Linked DNA regions of Gossypium hirsutum: region 2 is linked to region 1. Evidence: chromatin contacts called from public Hi-C data. All regions are on one chromosome and are shown on one strand. The core of a region is the stretch at or near the end of the contact, and the rest is flanking DNA. Distances in the headings are between cores, read along the strand shown. Region 1 holds the start of LOC107948131 (probable 2-oxoglutarate-dependent dioxygenase SLC1). Region 2 holds the start of LOC107948132 (protein RGF1 INDUCIBLE TRANSCRIPTION FACTOR 1).

Evidence for each region. A called contact is a pair of places that touch in the nucleus more often than the background predicts.
Region 2: a contact with region 1 is called in a Hi-C map of leaf, with 2.4 times the contacts expected there. The contact joins the promoter of LOC107948132 here to the promoter of LOC107948131 in region 1. A contact is called at or near these places in 5 of 34 Hi-C or Micro-C datasets (callus, hypocotyl and leaf).

The regions. Positions count from the first base shown.
Region 1 is chrA04:63,593,338-63,599,497 of Gossypium_hirsutum_v2.1, forward strand. It overlaps LOC107948131 (probable 2-oxoglutarate-dependent dioxygenase SLC1), which reads left to right and starts at 2,533. Exons shown (of 3, transcript XM_016882598.2): 1 at 2,533-2,691; 2 at 2,782-3,652; 3 at 3,730-4,287. The coding sequence starts at 2,789. The coding sequence ends at 3,975.
Region 2 is chrA04:63,348,537-63,354,552 of Gossypium_hirsutum_v2.1, forward strand. It overlaps LOC107948132 (protein RGF1 INDUCIBLE TRANSCRIPTION FACTOR 1), which reads left to right and starts at 4,183. Exons shown (of 3, transcript XM_016882599.2): 1 at 4,183-4,685; 2 at 4,782-5,000; 3 at 5,211-5,949. The coding sequence starts at 4,503. The coding sequence ends at 5,408.

The DNA of each region.
Region 1 (6,160 bases), core at 1,283-3,782:
CTTATTATTGAAGAGAGATATTAGCATAATTTAGGGATTTCTTCAGATCAAGATACTAAGTGAAGAAATTGAGTAATTTGGATTGATAATGACAGATGAAGTCTAGGTGAATTCTTTCTTGGGTATTATTTCACTTCTTGATTGTTAATAGTTTATTTTCCTAACTTGTTCTTTTTCGCGTTCATAGTTAATTTTAGTTTTAATTAACTACTCGGATTTATCAATTAAATAATAGAAAGATGGTAATTACTAGTACTTTTAGTCTTAGTGGGAACGATATATTTACTCACTGTAGCTATACTATTAATTGATAGGTGCTCTTGTTTTAGTCAAATTTTTAGTTGGTTTACGACTACATCAAAATTCTAGTACAAAATCAATTAATTTTATGCTAATTACAACAGATTTGCTATTAATTGGATATTAAGCTTTCCATTCACATGCCATATTCTCTTATACACGTAGTCAAGTTATATATTTGATAAACTAAAAAATTAAATATTAAAAAATAAATACTGAAAAATAATTGTTGTCAACAACTTTTTAGTTAAGTCGCAAGACCATTAATTGCGTAATTTAATTTATAAAATTTGTTAAGTATATCATTAAAAATTAAATATTGAATTAAAAATTAAATATTGAATTTAATTAAATTATTTAATAATGATAATATAATTTTAAATGAAATAGAATAAGAAAATAATTAAAATTTTTCAACATTTTTATCAAATAAAGCCTAATTTAATTAGATTAAAGTGACATTGAAATATCTATTTGAACCAACCCAACTTGAGTTACTATTGGATGATAAAAAATATTTTTAATTAAATTAATTTTGAAATATATAAATACTAATATAAAAACAAAATTTAATTTCTTTTAATTGTGAAAATGGTCACCAGAGTCCATCCAAATTGAACTTGAAGCACAATCTTTCAAAAATAAAAAATAAAAATTGGATCGTTGTATAATCTACAAACTTCAATTTTATCCCCCTTCATAATATTTCTGGTTTCATCCTTACTAACCGCAAAGGTGAAGCCAGGAGCTGGCAATGGCTTTGCCCTTGAAATTAAAAATATTCAATTTAATTTCTTTAGAAATAATTAAATTATAAATTAATCTTTGATAAAATTGTACTTTTATCTTTTCAAGATATGAAAAAGCTCTATTTAATCCCTTCCCCCTTCATCAACAAATTTAAAAACTTGATTTCCAATTCAAAATTTTAAAATAATATTTTCACAAAAAAAAATGGTCAAAAGTATGTATAGCGTAACAAGGAGATGAGCGTCCATCAAATAACTGTATCAAACTTGTAAACCATAAACCCTAGTGGTTTCTTAATTATATATTAATAATCCATTGCTATTTTGACGAAATTTACGTGTAAATGAGTTGCTTATTGGTTGATCGGTTGATCCTACGTATAGTCACGAGCATGAACTGTATTTGTAATTCATAGAGTTTATATTATATGTCTGTAAAATAATTTAGTTTAAATCAATGCGAAACAAGTTTTTTATATTGTATGTTATGAAAAATAATTAAAATAAGTGATACCACAACTTGTCAACTCTATGTTTTGATGTCGACAACCTTTTTCTCCCTTTTTTGTAAGCTTATGTGTCGTCGTGTTTTGTTTTGGAATTTTCGAAAATAATTCGTAAATTCATTTGTTTTATTGTTTTCGAACTTGTGTGCAAAAACAACAGCCAGCAAAACGCATTGTAGCTGTGTCGATCGAATCCAAAACTTGATGGGCTTTTTCTTAGGGGACCATTAAAAGGGAGAGTAGTCAATTTACACCGATACAATATTTATTAGCTTCACAGGCTTGTACGATTTCGTATATGAATATGGATACCAAACCCATCTATAGGTTTAGAGTTTAAATTTTATAAGTAGATAAAATAATATTAAATTATTTAGAAATTCGATCTAACTTAGGAATGAAAGGTTAAAATCACAAGTGATGCTGTAAATGGTTGAAAAAACATATCTCTAATTTAATTTCTTCACATAGGTATCTTTAAGTTAGACATAAGATTGAGCTCTTAACAGAGAAAACTAGTGGTGTGGTAATAATTAAAGGTATAACTTGTTCTTTGACCAAGAATAAACCCAAACTCAAAATAAAAAATTTCCTAAATGAAGAGAAATCATATTCATTTGTAGTGAGCGAAGATAGGAAAGGGACCCCACTGCGATGAGCTGCATGCAAAAAGTCAGAGGCATGAGACAGATGAGAAAGAGTTATATTATTTGTCTAAATGTGAATTTAATTAAATAGATTATAGTATATAATTAAGTTTACTATTTAAAATTTGATAATGATATTTATATTAAATAAAAGAATTTCTTTAAGTTGTAAAACCAAACAAATTACCAAGTTAATAGTAATGAGAAGGCAATAGATGATTTGACTGATTAATTATTACGTAGAATTTTGTAGTCCTTACTTTCCTTTATGATTTTGACTCATTATTTGTCAACGGTTTTGGTTTACATAATGGAAGCAGTCAGTTCCTGGGATCCATAAATCCGAATCCGGTTTTTTCCCCAAAACTTGCTTCTGTAGTCTTCCCTTCCCTCCATTCTCTCCTATAAATACATCAAACTCCAAACCCCCCCCCTCGTTCATTCACATCCCTATTCCCTCCCACTTGCTCCATTTCCTTTGTTTATTAGGTGGGTACTCGGTCTTTCTTCATTTCTCTCATATTCATATGCAAACATTAACTTATATTGTGAATTATTTTTGGTTGTTGTTATGAACAGGGAATTCATGTGTCCCTCTGCAATGGCACTAACTAACGATGATGAGTTCCAGAAAGGAGTGAAGCATCTTTTCGAAAATGGAGTTAGCAAACTTCCCAACAAGTACATATTGCCAGTTTCGGATCGACCCAAAGTAGATAAAGAGCATCCAAATGCAACTAAGTCTAGTCTTAAACTGCCTGTAATCGATTTTGCTGAATTACAAGGCCCGAATCGGTCCGAAGTCCTCAACTCCCTCTCCTCCGCTTGCGAAGAATATGGATTCTTTCAGGTGGTGAATCACGGTATCCCCATTGAAGCTATAAGAAGCATGATCGATGTGAGTACCAGGTTCTTCGGTCTCCCGTACGAGGAAAGAGCAAAGTACATGTCATCCGACATGACCTCGCCTGTTCGATATGGGACTAGCTTAAACCAGAGAAAAGATTCAGTGTTCTGTTGGAGAGATTTCTTAAAGCTTGTCTGCCATCCATTGTCGGATGTTCTCCCTCATTGGCCATCCTGTCCCATGGACTTCAGGGAAGTGGCGGCTACCTACGCAAGAGAAACCAAGTGGTTGTTTATAAGGATCACGGAGGCCATCCTGGAGAGCCTGGGCCTGTGGGGTGCCACCACTGAGGAAAAGACAGAAGAAGATGATGAAATACTAAAGCAGTTCCATGATGGAAGCCAGCTAATGGTGGTTAACTGTTTCCCTCCCTGCCCTGAACCTGACCTCACCTTAGGAATGCCACCACACTCGGATTACGGTTTCTTGACCCTTCTTCTCCAGGATGAAGTAGAGGGTTTACAAATCCAATACAAAGGCAAATGGATCACTGTTGAACCTATGCCCAATTCCTTCGTGGTTAACGTCGGTGATCACCTTGAGGTGACCTCTAATTTCAACTCATTTAGCAACGTGGCTTATGTTATATGATTACTGAGTTTGGTTTGCGTTATTTGCAGATATATAGCAACGGAAGATACAAAAGTGTGCTGCACAGAGTATTTGTGAACCCAGCAAAGCCACGACTATCGGTGGCCTCACTGCACAGTCTGCCTTTCAATTGCATGGTTGGACCATCACCTAAACTGATTGACCAAGTAAATCCACGGCGTTATAAAGATACAGATTTTGCCACTTTCCTTGAATACATTTCATCTTGTGAGCCCAAGAAAAAGAATTTCTTGGAGTCTAGGAAATTGACATGAGCCCAGAAATTGGAAAGAAAACAATGTGTGTTGACTTTTGTTATAGCATATTACCAATTAATTATTAGGTAGACAGTATTAGTTGAAATGCATGTATATTGTTTAATTTGAATTTGAATTTATATTTTGTTTTGTTTTTCTTTAGGTCTACTATAATGTGAGAAAAAAAAAAAACCTTAGCCTGCCTTTACTCTACGTTATAAATGCTAGGTTCCAGAAATAAAGACCAAAGACAAATGGGGAGTTGTACTATCAAACATAATAAAATGTATTCATAAGCATGGATAATATCGAAAGATTTAATTGGTTTAATTCTCTTGTTTTCACCCAAATTTACAAAAACAGAGATATAAGTGAAAATAAATTAAATAATGTTTATTATTACTAAGTTTATGCATTATGGTCAAGATGAAAAAATTACTGTGTAAATGGATTTGTAGTTTAACCTCGTTAATTATAAGATTAAAATGATATTTTTCTGATTTTTATTACTTTAATTATTCTTTCTTTCAAAAAATTTCAAAATTATATGTAACTTTGTTTCAATATGTAATTTGATACATGAACTTTAATTTGGTGTAATCATACACATGAAACCTTGATTGCATTTCAAACGTATACATGAGATTTTAATTTTGATCAATCATGCACATTTAAAAAAATAAATATATCAATATATTTTTATATTGGATAAATATAATTATTTGTACATGCAATATATAAATATAAAATAATACTATCTTAATAATTGTGTTCATAATTTATGATAATCAGATCAATTCAAAATTTTATGTATAAAATTAAACAAAATTAAAATTTATATATAAAATTACACATTAAACCAAAGTAAATTAATTTTTTTGTCTTGAAACAAACTCATTAACGTATATAAAATGTTAGTAATTACCTAATAGCAAAAAAAAAAAAGGAAAAAAGCTAAATAAATAGGCTATTTTAAACACTGTTAATCCGAACCCCAAAAATCATTACAACAACATTCAAGTGGAAGCCTTGAATTAAAATCCGAATTATATATATTTAAAAAATATCAAAAGAATGATTAAATAACAATAATCATGAGCATCCATTATTAAAAGATTAGTCATTGTTATTACTGATAAATACGTATTTTAATTATGATTAAAAAGAATATCAATAATCATAATTAATTATTACAAAACATGATTAGATTAATAATCAGAATATATCTAAATTTTATTCAAAATAAATTTGGACAAAATTAATTATGAGACATAAAATCTATACCGAAAATTTACATATAATTTATACAAAACAAGACATATTATGTAGGGGTGAGCAAAATCCGATTTGATTATAAAAACTCGATAAAAAATTCAAAATTTGAATTAATTAGTTCAAGTTATTTGGATTAACTCGAATAAAAAATTTAGTTTTTTGGTTTAACTCGAACATGAATTACACAATTCGAGTTATCCGAAAATTCGAATAGAAAAGACAAAACTATATCGTTTTGATAAATGTTTACATTTTTAAAAGTTAAAATTCAAAATAATTAAGTTAAAAGGTAAAACTACGTTGTTTTGATAAATGTTTACCCATTAAGTTAAAAGGAAAAATCATTATATTGTTCATGTAGTTAAATAATCTTGCACTTCGTCTACTAGTTAAATAATCAATCCATCTAAAAGCAACATTAAGTATAAATAATAGGATTCGTTAACTCGACTCTATTTGACTCGAAATTTTTTGACTCAATTTGATTCGATTCGATTCGAAAAAAATTCAAATTGAGTTTGGTTACTAAAATAGAATTTGTCAACTCGACTAACTCGAAAATTTTTCACTCGATTCGACTCGACTCGATCGAATACTCACCCCTAATATTATGAACTCAACCTTATCGAAATCATTTACAAATCGAAATTAATTAAATGGAAAGAGGGGATGACTTTGCTGATGAATACTTTTATTAGAAAGTGCATAATTTCATCAAAATTATTTTAGAAAGTTTATAAAACATTTGATCGTTAAAAAGTAGAATTTGGTGAAATTTTCTGTTGAAAATTGGTTATGGAAATATGGGTTTAAAACAAATTTATCCCTTTCTTTTCTGTTTTCTTCAATTGCCCGACCCATTCTTTTCACGTGGTGGAACTTATCGTATAAGAAATCTATGAAAATGATATATGTATATACTAATCGT
Region 2 (6,016 bases), core at 2,933-5,432, 240 kb before region 1:
GACCTTATGGTATATGTTGAAATATGAAATAGGTAATAAGTTGATGGATAAATGCATTTAGTAGTTATGTATGGTTGATGTTTTTGGTATAGTGAAATGGTATGTTTTGGTTGTGGAATTGAGTAGTGGAAATGGTTGTGAATAGATGGCATGATATGTGTATGAATTAGTAGGTTTTTGGTCACTTAAAGATGTATTGAAATGGTGCTATTTGGTTGCTATGTATGCTTGTGGTTAGGGTGGCAAGTTGGCTTTGCAAATGGCCTATTTTTGTCTACACAGGTAGAGACACGGGTGTGTGTCTCAGCCGTGTGTGACACACAGTCATGTTACACGGTCGTGTGTCCCCTGGGGTACCCTTCGAATTAAAGTCAGTATACCCTATAGGTTTGGCACGGCCTAGACACACGGGTGTGTCTATTGGCCGTGTGTGGTACATGGGCTGGCACATGGGCGTATGGTCAGCCATGTGACCCAAGTCAGTAACCTCCCTAATTTTCCCACGGCCATGGCACATGGGCGCGTCCTCAGCCGTGTTGTGTCCTCGACTGTGTGGTGCAAGTCAGTATGTATGCCCTGTTTTCACACGGTCTATGACAGGGTGTGTCTGGTAGTAGTGTGAGGCACATGGCCTGTTCACACGGGCGTGTGACCCTTATATGTTTGAAAATTTTCTATGTTTCCCAAAGTTTTTGAATGTTATTGATTTAGTCCGAACCACTTCTAAGCATGTTTTAAGGTCTTGTAGGACCTTACAAGGGACAATGTGATTGATATGAATAGATTTTGGTTATGAATATATGAATGTATGTGAATTGTGTGTGATTTCTAGTAATACATCGTAACCTTATTCCGACGTTGAATATGGGTTAGGGATGTTACAGTGTGAGCCCTACATCTAGGAAAAATTTTGAAATTTCATGAAATTTTTTTCTAAAATCCTAATTAAGTCTCGATTTTATTCTAATGTTTAGTTTGGGCCTCGAGGGCCTTTTCAAGGGACAATATGATTAGTATAGGGCATGAATAATAAATGATGTGAAATATCCTTAATTATTCTGTAAACTTTGGTAATGCTTTGTAACCCTATTCTGATGATGGATACGGGTTAGGGGTGTTACAAGGACAGAATTTGTCTTTTATTTGGAAGAGTATCTTTGTAGCCTAGAATTATTTCTCTACAGATCTTTGATGGATATTGAGAGATGGAGCAGATATTTCAGTATCTGGGTACCCATGGTTACCAGATAATAACAAATTCTATGTCAAATATGAGCCTTTATCAAGGATGGAGCATTTAAAAGTAAATTATATTCTTAATATAGATAGCTTATCACCAGTCGGTGTCCCTAGAATCACAAAAATCCCTTTGAGCATTCACAAGCCACATGATTCTCTTATTTGGCATCATAATTGGCAAGGGTTGTATGATGAAAGTCTAGTTATAAGCTTGTGTTCCAAATGTATACAAGTATATCCCAATTTACTATTAACTTTAGTTGGCACAAAATATGTATCAGTTCTTTTCCACCTAAAGTTAAGTTATTTTTTTGGAGATATTTTTGCAATTATATCCCTGTCAAAAGTATATTACTGAAGAAGGTTGCAATTTAGATCCTAATTGATCAAGATTTGGAACTGTGGAATATGTAATTCATGCTTTATTTCCGTGTTACTATTACTGCTATTATATGGAAAACTCTTAGGTTGATTATGACTCAAGATTCAACGCTTACGATTTTTCTTTTTATTTGTCTATTAATGATGTTGATAAGAAATGGAGGTTTATAATGGTCACTTGGAGTGTTTGATTTCATAGAAACCTCTATGTTTGGCAAGATTCAGATGTTGCCCCTGCTAGTATTATCGAGTTTGCAAACAAATATTTGCAAGATTAGAAGGACTCTCGATTGGCATTCAATCGTGTTCAAAAACATTGGAATGTGTTGAGAGGAGCTTTGAATAGATGGATTAGGCTAGATAATGGCTGGGTTAAGTGTAATACTAATGCATCTGTTAGCATCAATGATAATGCAACTACTTATGTTGTAGTTCTTCGAGATAAAACTGGCAATTTCGTAAAGGGTTATACGAGCTTCAGTCACACAAAAATGGAGCCACATATGGTGGAAGGCATGGTGATCTAAGAGGCTTTATCTTGGTTGAAATCTTTAAATTTGGATAGAGTGGTCATTCTTACTTAATCTTCATCTCCTTGTGATCAGTCGAAGTTTGGTTCTGTGATTTAGGATTGTTTTATGTTGAAATATTCTTTTTAACACTTGTCCTTTCTTTGGACCAATCGAGATTCTAATTAGGCGGTTCATCTCCTATCTCGGGTAGTCTTATCTAAAACATACCATTTCAATTGGGATTTTGTTCCCCAAAATGTCTATGACTTTATTATTTCGAAAAAGAATATTAGTACACATGAGTAAGGGCTAGTTTAGTAATGCTTCTAAGAAGTATTTTTGGGACAAAAAACACTTTTGAGATGAAGATCAAATTTTCTGCTTTTGGGTTTGGCCAATTTTTGGCATTTGAAAAGCAGTTTTTTTCTCTCAACGACATCTTGTTTAATAATGTTTTTATCTCAAAAGTGTTTTTTGTGCATCTTAGAAGCATTGCTAAGCTAACCTTAAGATAGATATAGATTTGGGTGGATAGGGTAAGGTTGTTAGCTTGGGTAAAATAATACTCCAAATTTTTGAATTATTTTTGAATAATAATATTATTATCTTTTAGTATTCTTGTATAAAATGTTTAAATAAAATAATTAAATATTAAATATTTAAAGATTAAACATGAAATTAATGAGCGCTTAATCATAAATACTTTACTACCTCAATTGTTAATAAACCTTTTATAAATATACTTTTAATATTAAACTTTTTTTTTCAATCACATGGGTGTGATATAATTTAATGTTCTCTATAATTTTTTTTCTTTGCTTTTTTTTTTCCAGCAAAATGTTATTATACAGCAAACCCCTCTTTAATGGAATGCACATACTTTTGGTTCATGATTGCTCACATGAATATTATTATTATTTATTTATAAAAGAAAACAATGAGGGCAAAAATTGAATGATATCCCTAGAATCTCATAGTTATTAATAAAATTAAAACTTAAAGTTGTTATGCTAAAAAATAAGATTCTGATGTGATTAGCATTACATCTTAACTTTTAGGATTATCAATATCTTTTTTAAGCTAAACCATGTTTTAAAAAATTTAATTTCAAAAAAATTCTCAAGACATTTTCCTTATGCAGTGCACTGCTGGAACCCACCCAAAAGCAATGTGGAGCTGGCAACCCTACAACTATTTATTATATTAATATAAAACAGCTGTGTATTTTATTTTCCCCCAATACTCTAAGAAGAAGTTATACATTAAGCTTTTAAAGTATTTATTTACTCCCAAAATTTGATTTGATTTAACTTGCTGCCTAAATTAATTCTTAGTAAATATGGTTTGTGGATATAAAAGCGAGAAATTATCTAGTGTAGTGTTGTTTCATAAGTAGATAAATCTCAATTACTATAAAATCATATGAAAAACTAAGTTATATTTTCAATTTATTCTTTGATTGATGTGCCCCTTTCGTGACTCATGTCTCCTTCCCTTTATGAGAGGTTCATCATGTGGATTTGTTGTCAAATTAAAATTGACTCTTCCCACACATTTTAATTTGAAAACCTAGATATATTATTTTTAAAAATCTATAAACATCAACCCTCAATGTTATTATCAAAAAATGTAAAATTTTGGCAGTATCACTTCATTTATGAGTATTATTAATAGCATAAAATATATTATTGTGTTATAATTCCGTAGTTATTGTTTTATTTATGATGTAATTAATTAATACAATAAAACGTAATTAGTTAATAATAATAATATAAAAATCCTTTTCTTAATTTCCAAATCCTTTGCCATAGCGTGCCGTTTCGAGGGAACTCTGTGAAAAGACCATCATTTCGCCATTTTTTCTGTTAAAAGAAATTATTTTTAAAAGCATATAATGAAAAATAAAAAAGAATCTAAAACAGTGGGACCCTTTATTTAAAGCAGACCATGGTGATTAAGCCACGTGGAGGACTGCCCATGTGGCGGAAAGTTAGGTGGTGATCAAATTGTGTGAACAGCTATTTCATTGAAGCTTCAGTTGCGTAGCTAAGGGGGGGCCGACCTTGTGCCTACGTAGAGACGCAAAAGAAGAACCAAAAGTAGCGTAAGCGCCAAAGCCATCCTTGTCTATTCCATCCAACGGCTGTCCAAAAACTTCAGCCTCCACCGTCGATCCCATCCGTCGACCCCTTTGCTGCATTTGTTTATCAGCTTTGTCCCTTAGTCTAGGCGTTGTTTTTGTTGGTTGATTTCTAAGTTGCGATTTCTTGTTACCCCTTTTTTTCTCTTTCTTTCTCTTTTTATGCTTTGCATTTTGATCCTTTGGCTACACCCCCATTGCTGATCATTGCCATTGCCATTGCCATTGCTATGGCTACAATGCTGGTGCCGCCATGGCTAGAGTCATTGCTAAGTACTGCCTTTTTCACAGTATGCAGAAGTCATGGAGATGCAGGTAGGAGTGAATGCAACATGTATTGTTTAGACTGTAAAGGAGATTCATTTTGCTTTTATTGCCGTTCTTCTAAACACAAAGATCATCAAGTAATTCAGGTAATGCTCCAAATTTGGTATCTCATTTCCATGATGTAAAAATAAAACATAAAAAAGAACCATGTTCTGAACACGAACTAGTTTGTGTTTTGTCAGATAAGGAGATCATCATATCATGATGTAGTGAGGGTTACAGAGGTTCAGAAAGTGTTGGATATAAGTGGGGTACAAACTTATGTGATAAATAGTGCCAGGGTTCTATTCTTGAATGAAAGGCCTCAACCAAAATCTGGGAAATTAGGAGTTTCTCATTTATGTGAAATCTGTGGAAGAACACTCTTGGACCCTTTTCGTTTTTGCTCATTGGGTTGTAAGGTTAGCATAAATTAATCCCCCTTAATCTTCTCCATTTTGCATCGCATTATCATCAACATATATCCCTCATTACATGCATATATATAGACATTACCATCACAGCTACCACACACCACATCGATCATCATTATCAATTTCTCACTATAGATGCTTGGATTGAGTAAACAACACAATGGGTTTTTAATCTCATTCGTAATATTAACTTAGCAGCTTGTAGGAATAAAGAGGAATATTGGGAATGCAAGTTTTAACATAGAAGAAGAAGGCATAATAATATCGAAGGAAGAAGAAGAAGAAGAAATGCGTGAAGGGTCACAACGAGACATTAACCCTTCGACGCCTCCCCCACCTCCTTCAAATGCAAGGCGAAGAAAAGGAATTCCTCACCGAGCACCGTTTGGGTCCTAGAACCCAACTACTATCAACTATTTTATATATACCAAATATTCCTTTAATTACTTAACCTTATATTTTCCTTTTGTTTTTTTTTTCAAAAGAGAGGGTACATTACACTTATTTTGGGGTTTTTAATTTGTAAAATTTTCCTAACTAAAGGGAGATGTTAGGGTATTTTAATTTGGTTAGGAAGTCCCAGTAATAAAAACAAAAGGGCAAGTGAGTTTTGGCTTTTTGGAATTGGGGAATTGGGTCCCATTTTACAACAATTTCTTCTATATAAATATTGTAAAGAAGGTCAATAATGTCAAGGATTTAGAAACGTTAATTATTGATAGTTGCAAGGTGCACATTGTAATTATCATGAAATTTAAGGGGATAAAAGAACGCCCAAGTCTTTGTGGAATCCCATTTTTTTGTTTTTATAGTTTTCATGGCTCCACCAACCCACATGGGCCGTTCACATAAAGAAACAAACTTTCTTTTTCTTTTTTATCCTTTCTTTAGTTTGTTAGTTCGTGAAATGGCTAATCAACGTTTCTTTTTAATTTTCCATTTTGTGAATCCATTCGATGTTTTTGTGGTTACTCCTTTTTATCACTCTTTTTTCTTTTCTTTTT